Linked DNA regions of Sus scrofa: region 2 is linked to region 1. The links are chromatin contacts, called in public HiChIP or PLAC-seq maps. All regions are on one chromosome and are shown on one strand. Each heading gives the region's core, a stretch centred on a gene start, on an enhancer-like site or on the middle of the called end of the contact. The rest is flanking DNA. Distances are from core to core; before and after follow the strand shown.

Region 1 (3,287 bases), core at 228-2,727:
AAGCAGGGATGAGCACTTGTGTCAAAAACAAATTACCCACTTCAGAAAGAGCATTGTGAAACCACACAGTAGATGGGGATAGCAGTCAGACCAGGCTGGCTTATGGCAATGGAAACCTGAGTAAATGAGTTTTCTTCCAAAACGTAAGCTGATCCAGGCAAAGGGCCTAGCACCATCAGCAATCAGTTGGCCCTCCAAACAGAGGATCAAATATATTTTTATTCACTCTCATTTAAGAACAGGCCTTTACTATAAGTGTATATTTACACATAATATATACAAATGAAGCAAACACACAAAATCAATTCTGACTTATTTGAGCAACTTCAACATAGGAAGCACCATACCAGGTGTTAAGATCACTCAAGAGAGAAGACACACTAAAATTCTGTACATCACAGACACCTACCAGGTTTGGCTTAGTTAACATGGAAGTGGCTAGATAAGTAAAAATAAACTAATTTTATGTATTTACTTTTTTTTTTTTTTTTTTTATGGCCACACCTGTGGCATATGGAAGTTCCCAGGCTAAGGGTTGAATGGGAGATGCAGCTGCAGGCCTATGCCACAGCCAGGGCAACAGTGGATCTGAGCCACATCTTCTGTCCAAGCCTCAGCAGGATCCTTAACCCACTGACCAGAACTGAACCCACATCCTCATGGACATTGTGTTGGGTTTGTAACCAGCTCAGACATAATTTCGAACTAATTTTAAATACCATTTAACATAGCTTCAGTCTTAATTCCCTCAAAACTCCAAAAGCAACAACAACGAATGTGGTTTGGTTAGTTTCATCCTCCACACACTTTTTCACTGAAATGCAAATGACCAACCTTGGAGTAATCACTCACTGGCAGTAATGGTTACTTGCACTTCTTCCATGCCTTAACAGGAAAAAGTTCCTTTTCTCTGAGTTCCTGGAGAAATATACTACATTTTTAGATCTGCACATGGAATGTGATTTTCTCCCCCCACTGTTCTAATGTTCATGGACCTTGAAATTTATCTAGGGTCGGAAGTCCTGCACAGATAAAACACCTGGAGTGATACAGCCACCTGGTCACAGGCAAAATGCCCAGGCACTGATGGTAAAAAGTGATGGGAAAGTCGGAAGGGGGCGAGGTCTGCGTGGGAAGCGCCGTTTTCCTGGATATGAACAGGATCATCACAGAAACACGCATGTCTTAGTGGCGTTCTATTTTCTTTCTGCTGTCATATTTAATGCAAAGCACCAGATACTGAGCACTTCAAGAGGCCGGAACGCCTGGTATCCCATGCAGTGGAGGACCCAGGAGAGAATGGGACAGGGTCTCAGTCAGAGTCCCCACAGAGGCAAGGTAAGAGAAGGGAGCTCCCGGGACGGTCAGGGGCGAGTCATCGCGGCGCGATACTTCCTGTTCCCTCAGACCCCCGCCCAGCCGACAGGCAACCAAAGACCTTACCTGCTAGCCCCGGTGATCAGTACCACCTTCCGCATCGTCTCACACACCAATGCAGCGCAAGCCAAGCAGGCATCCGGCAAAGCTTCTCGGAAGCCCTTTTGACCCACGCCCCGCCCAGGCCACGCCCCCAGCCCTTCAATCAGGGACTGACGAGGCCCCACCTCCCTTTTGCGTCATCGACTCCGCTGGGCCCTTTCTCAGTCGCAGCCAGCCTTTGGCTCCCGGCTCCTGGGCGGGGATGGAGTGAGATAGGCCGAGGGGTGGAGCCTCGTGTCGCACAAGGCCCGAGCCAATCCGGGCTCTCCCCGCCCCTCTTGGGCGGAGGTGTCCCGCCCATGACCTTACACGCGCCGGAGGCCTTTGGCGTTTGCGTGGTTGGGAATTGCGTCCAGTCGGGGGCATAGGAGCGCTGGTACCAGGAGCGCATAGGGACCATACCCTGTCCCCTAGGATTGGCACTTCACCGCAGGAACTCAGGATATTTGCACCAGAGCTCCTTATTTTATTTTATTATTTTATTCATGCATGAATTACCAATTTCCAAAACTTGGAATATGATGTGGAATCAGAGACTCTCGGATTCCATAGGAGATAGTGGGTCGTATACTGTAGTCTCCTATTTAATGTGCCTCCTACTCTTTGTGCTGAAGGACCCTCTTCGTTTTTCCAAGCCATCCCAGATAGGTACTTTTGGAATATACAATAAAAATAAATCCCTAGAAAATGAAAGAAAAAGGCATACAAAATACAAGCCTCATTTTTTTTTTTTTTTTAATTAGATTCAACAGACTTGAGTACTCTGCCAGAAGTTCTTGTAGCTCATCAGGTTAAGGACCCGCCCTTGTCTCTGGGAGAATGTGAGCTTCCATATGCCACAGATGTCGCTGTAAAAAGAAAAAGCAAAAAGAGTACTCTGCCAAACTGTTAAAAAAGTTTCTAATGTTTAGGTTTCTGGATTTATCGTGGACTGGTAACAGTCCTTAGTGTGGGACTGTCACCAATCCAGGCCCACACTAAGGAACACTACTGCATGTATCAAACTATGGAACATACTTTACTTCATAGCCTCTTTCAAAGTTTTCTTTTTGAATAGTACTGTTCTCTGAAAGATGTAAGACAGGACATTTATATTGGCTTTTGAATATCCTAGAGCTTTTGATTAATTTGATATTAGTTTAGAATTAGATAACTCATACCAATAAAATTAGATTGAAAGAATAAATGTGATTATTAAAGATTTGATTTCTAAATCATTAATACTTTATTATTTGGGTGGAACTCAGCTCCTATCCTTATGCCATTTTCAACTGTTGTGAAGAGACCACAATTTAACAATATTTTCTGAAAGTCCTAAAATAAACTTCATACAGGGCTGCAGTCTTGCAATCCTTTCAACTGCCCAGTCACTAGATAGAGGAAAGAACCATAAGTCAGCAACAGAGGCATCAATGATTTATTATATGGGGAATCTTACATGTCAGAGGCAAAGATCCTGGAGTGACATCCCACTGGGTATGGCCAACAGCAGGCAGGACACTGGCAGCAATTTTTGCTTCACAGGAGAGAAGGAGAATATCAGTAATTGCAGACATGATGTCAGAAGGGCTCCTTGGTTACCAGGGACAACCTGGACATTCTTCCCATAGTTCCTTGGGTTAGTAACCGCTGCAAGGGCTGCTGTTTCTTATTGATAGACCAAACATACTGTAGTCATTCTGGTCTGAGGGCTAGAACAATAGTTATCTGGGTGTTGGGCTGATCTCGCAGGTAGTTACTCATTAAACTTTCAACTTAGGAGAGGGAGGCAGTCATGCACCTAAGGTAAGGGTGAGGCAGAGCCAGGT
Region 2 (3,287 bases), core at 227-2,726, 250 kb after region 1:
CAACGTCTGAAAAAGCTGAAGATCTAGAAATTATGACAGAACTTGCTATATGCCCATAGCCTAATGCATCTGCATAAAAAATCAATGGCATATTTGTTAATAGTCCCCCATTATCAAATATACTGTTATTAGAATTTAAATTCCAGTATAAAAGAAATTCAGTATTTCCCCCCTCCTTTTCTGGTCTCCTACCCTCATCTCTGTTGAAATATTATGTTCCTCCCCCCACAACTGATATGTAAACCTCTTAGAGCTTTTGAAAAGTAGTCTTGGGGAGGAGCATTTACAATGAAGTCTTTTTCAGCCCCAGCTAAATAAGCCAACTCAGTAATAGTGAAAGAATATAAACTACCTCCAGTTTCCTGCGAACACAGCCCACACCTAGTGCATTTCACCTGAAAGGACTTAAAGGAAAGGCACTACATAATCATATATAACTATTATCATAATCATTATTACTTGATTTCAGATTTCATACTCCATGTACAAATAAATATAGCATAGCGTCAGGCCAAACTTAATAAAATCCTCAGGAAGCCATATGTTCAGAACATGTTGCTCTCAACCCTTCAAGCCCATTCTTCTGCTTGGTCACGGCAAGGGAAAACCAGATATTTCAACCCTCTCCCCTTACCAAATCAAAACAAAAGTGGCAAACAGGTTTTGTCCCACTCTCACGTCCCCCACAGGTTATCACCAATCCTTACTGCAAACGCTTTCGGATTATTTTCCTCATGTATTCAAGACACCCCAACTCGCTTCCACCGGACAGTTCCAACGACCGGTCCCCACTGTGGCACCCCACCCCCAAGCTGGGCATAACTGTCCACAAGGCCCTAGCATGAGAGCCTCAAGGCCCCTATCCCAGTCCAGGTGAGGCCCCACTCCCAACCGCTTGGCAAACCCCTAATCCAGACACTGCCCCAAACCCCCTCCCCAAAGCCCCCAGGCCATCCGGGCGCCCGCATCCCAGCACTCCCAGCGGATTGCCAAGGTTGAGAAACGCAGATGGGCATGCGGGGAGTGGTGTGGGTGGGCAGGCGGGCTCCTTGGCGTGTGCCAGGCTGTTGGCTCAGAGCACGTAGGCGCGCCGCGTGTCCACGTCTGTGCGCGTGGCCGTGGAAGCGTGTGCGTGGCTGCACCAAGCCCCCACCCGACCCGGTCCAGCCGTCTCCTCCAGGGTGGCGGGGAGAAAGAGATAGCCACTGGGCTGGGAGCCCCTCACCTCCCTCGGCGCGACCGACCGCTGCTCCGCCCGGCTCTGGCTCCTTCGGCGCGGCCACTCATCGGCCTCCCGCGCCCGCTCCGAATATATACCCTCATCCGGGGGGCCGGGGCGGCGGGGCGGGCCGGGAGCAGGGGCCAGGGGGAGCGCCGGCCCCGGCCACCCCGCCCCTCTGTCGCCGCGACGAGTGGCTGCCCGCACGGGGAGGAGCCGAAGTCACCCGCCCCGACACGTCAGCGCCCAGAACGCAAGCACTAGGCCCGCGCCGAGAGGGGCGCCGGGGCGGGGCGAGGAGAGGCGGGACCTCTCGCGTCACTCATTCTCCGGTCCAATAGGGATAGCTCAGGGGTCCAGTCTGCAGGCCGCCCCGTTCCCGCCCTCCCCTCCCTACCCCGCGAGCTCCCTCCTGGTCCCGGAGGGGTGTCTTTTGCGTCGGCTGGGAGGGGCGACGCCGGAGCCCCACTTAGGTATCGTGAGCGGGTCCTAAGAGCCCTGACGTCACGGTGTGGTACCGCGAGGTGACGTCCCTCGGCCTCTTGGCACCGCGGCTCAGGACGTCCCACCTTTCCAGAAACGGACCGCGAAGTGGGGTGGAGAGCTGTGTCATCGGGTGGCGGATTTCCGATCGCCCACACCGAAAGTTGCGAAAGAGGGGCGGCGGACATCCCAGCGCAGAACCCGGAGGGTGGACCGGGCCTGCCCTCTGACCTTGGGCTAGCTATTGACTTGGCCAGATAGGCGGGGCCCCATCGTCTTTCTGTTTTATGGTGTTTCAGGTCTTAAGCACGTGAGGCACAAAATAAACAACAGAGGAAATGCAAGCAAATGTATTAGGTAACCTGATGAAATGAAAACCGAGTCTGTGAGACTGAAGCCAGGTGTAAGCTTTGCAGGACTGTGAACTTAACCTCCTTGGGCATCAGCATTTGATACGAAAATGGTGGTTGGACTGCTTGACCTCCAAGGCCATTGCAGTGCCACTGTTTATAATTGCCTGTATACATATTACCTTGTGTGGAAGTGCGCATGCAGATTATGTGCTCGGCCCTGTACCTTTAAAAGCTGTGTTTATGTTAAAAGTTACATAGCACTTGGCACAGTTTTTGCAATATGTCCAATATGTTGAAATACCAAAAACATCTAGATTTAACAAAATACCTAAAAAGAATTTCAGGCATTTTAGGTGCCTGTCTTCTTTCTTCTTTAGCGCAAGGGCCTTTTAATTTTTTTCAGCAATTTCAAAATCATGCACTGCACTAAGTTAACAGAAAAATTTACACTGGCTAAGTAATGATTGTAGATACACATTCGGAAGGTTGAATACTCTATCTTACATGATCTCAGAATGTCATCTATTTGTTTGAAAAATTTATAGTATAGTGGTTATAAGCATGGGATCTTAAGACAGAACTGCAGCTTCTTTATTGCTTGGTATCTTTGGTAAGTTAACTCTTAGGCATCAGTTTTCTTATCTGTAAAACACAGATAGTAATAAAAATGGTCCCTTTGGGTTGTTATGAGGATTAAACCAATGAATATAAGAAAAGAATGTAGAACAGAGTAAATACTAAATAAATTTTAATTATTTTATGTGAGTTCTTATGCTGTGTCAGGCACTGTTCTAGGTTCTGGATACTTTGATATACTTATCATCATCTGGAAAACCTTTTGTTGTTTGGATCCTTGGTAACATAAAGAACATTTCTCTCAAATCATGTATGATAACTGGGAACAAAATTCCTCCCATTAATGTTGCCAACATCCCATTTAAAGAGACCTAGAAGTGTGCCCACCATAATGTAACTGAATGTATCTTTGTGACCTTTAAGAAAAGAGTTTAAGACAATTGCTTTCTAGAAATATACTGATTCTTACTCTTCCACACTTCTACTCCCTGAGAAAGAAATATATGAAGATTTTAGCATTCCCTTTGTGGCATGGCAGGAATGAATCAGACTAGGAACCGTGAGGTTGCGAGTTCGATCCCTGGCCTCGCTCAGTGGGTTAAAGATCTGGCTTGCCATGTTCTGTGGTGTAGGTCGAAGATGTGGCTCAGATTCTG

The links. HiChIP or PLAC-seq counts read pairs in DNA pulled down with a chosen protein or histone mark.
Region 2: a contact with region 1 is called in an H3K27ac HiChIP or PLAC-seq map of skeletal muscle. The contact joins the promoter of UAP1 here to the promoter of HSD17B7 in region 1. A contact is called at or near these places in 3 of 5 promoter capture datasets (fetal liver, fetal skeletal muscle and liver) and 2 of 2 datasets of contacts at active chromatin or transcription factors (alveolar macrophages and skeletal muscle).

The regions. Positions count from the first base shown.
Region 1 is chr4:87,741,438-87,744,724 of Sscrofa11.1, forward strand. It overlaps HSD17B7 (hydroxysteroid (17-beta) dehydrogenase 7), which reads right to left and starts at 1,478. Exons shown (of 9, transcript NM_001185137.1): 1 at 1,444-1,478. The coding sequence starts at 1,478.
Region 2 is chr4:87,992,556-87,995,842 of Sscrofa11.1, forward strand. It overlaps UAP1 (UDP-N-acetylhexosamine pyrophosphorylase), which reads right to left and starts at 1,477. Exons shown (of 10, transcript XM_001928643.6): 1 at 1,226-1,477.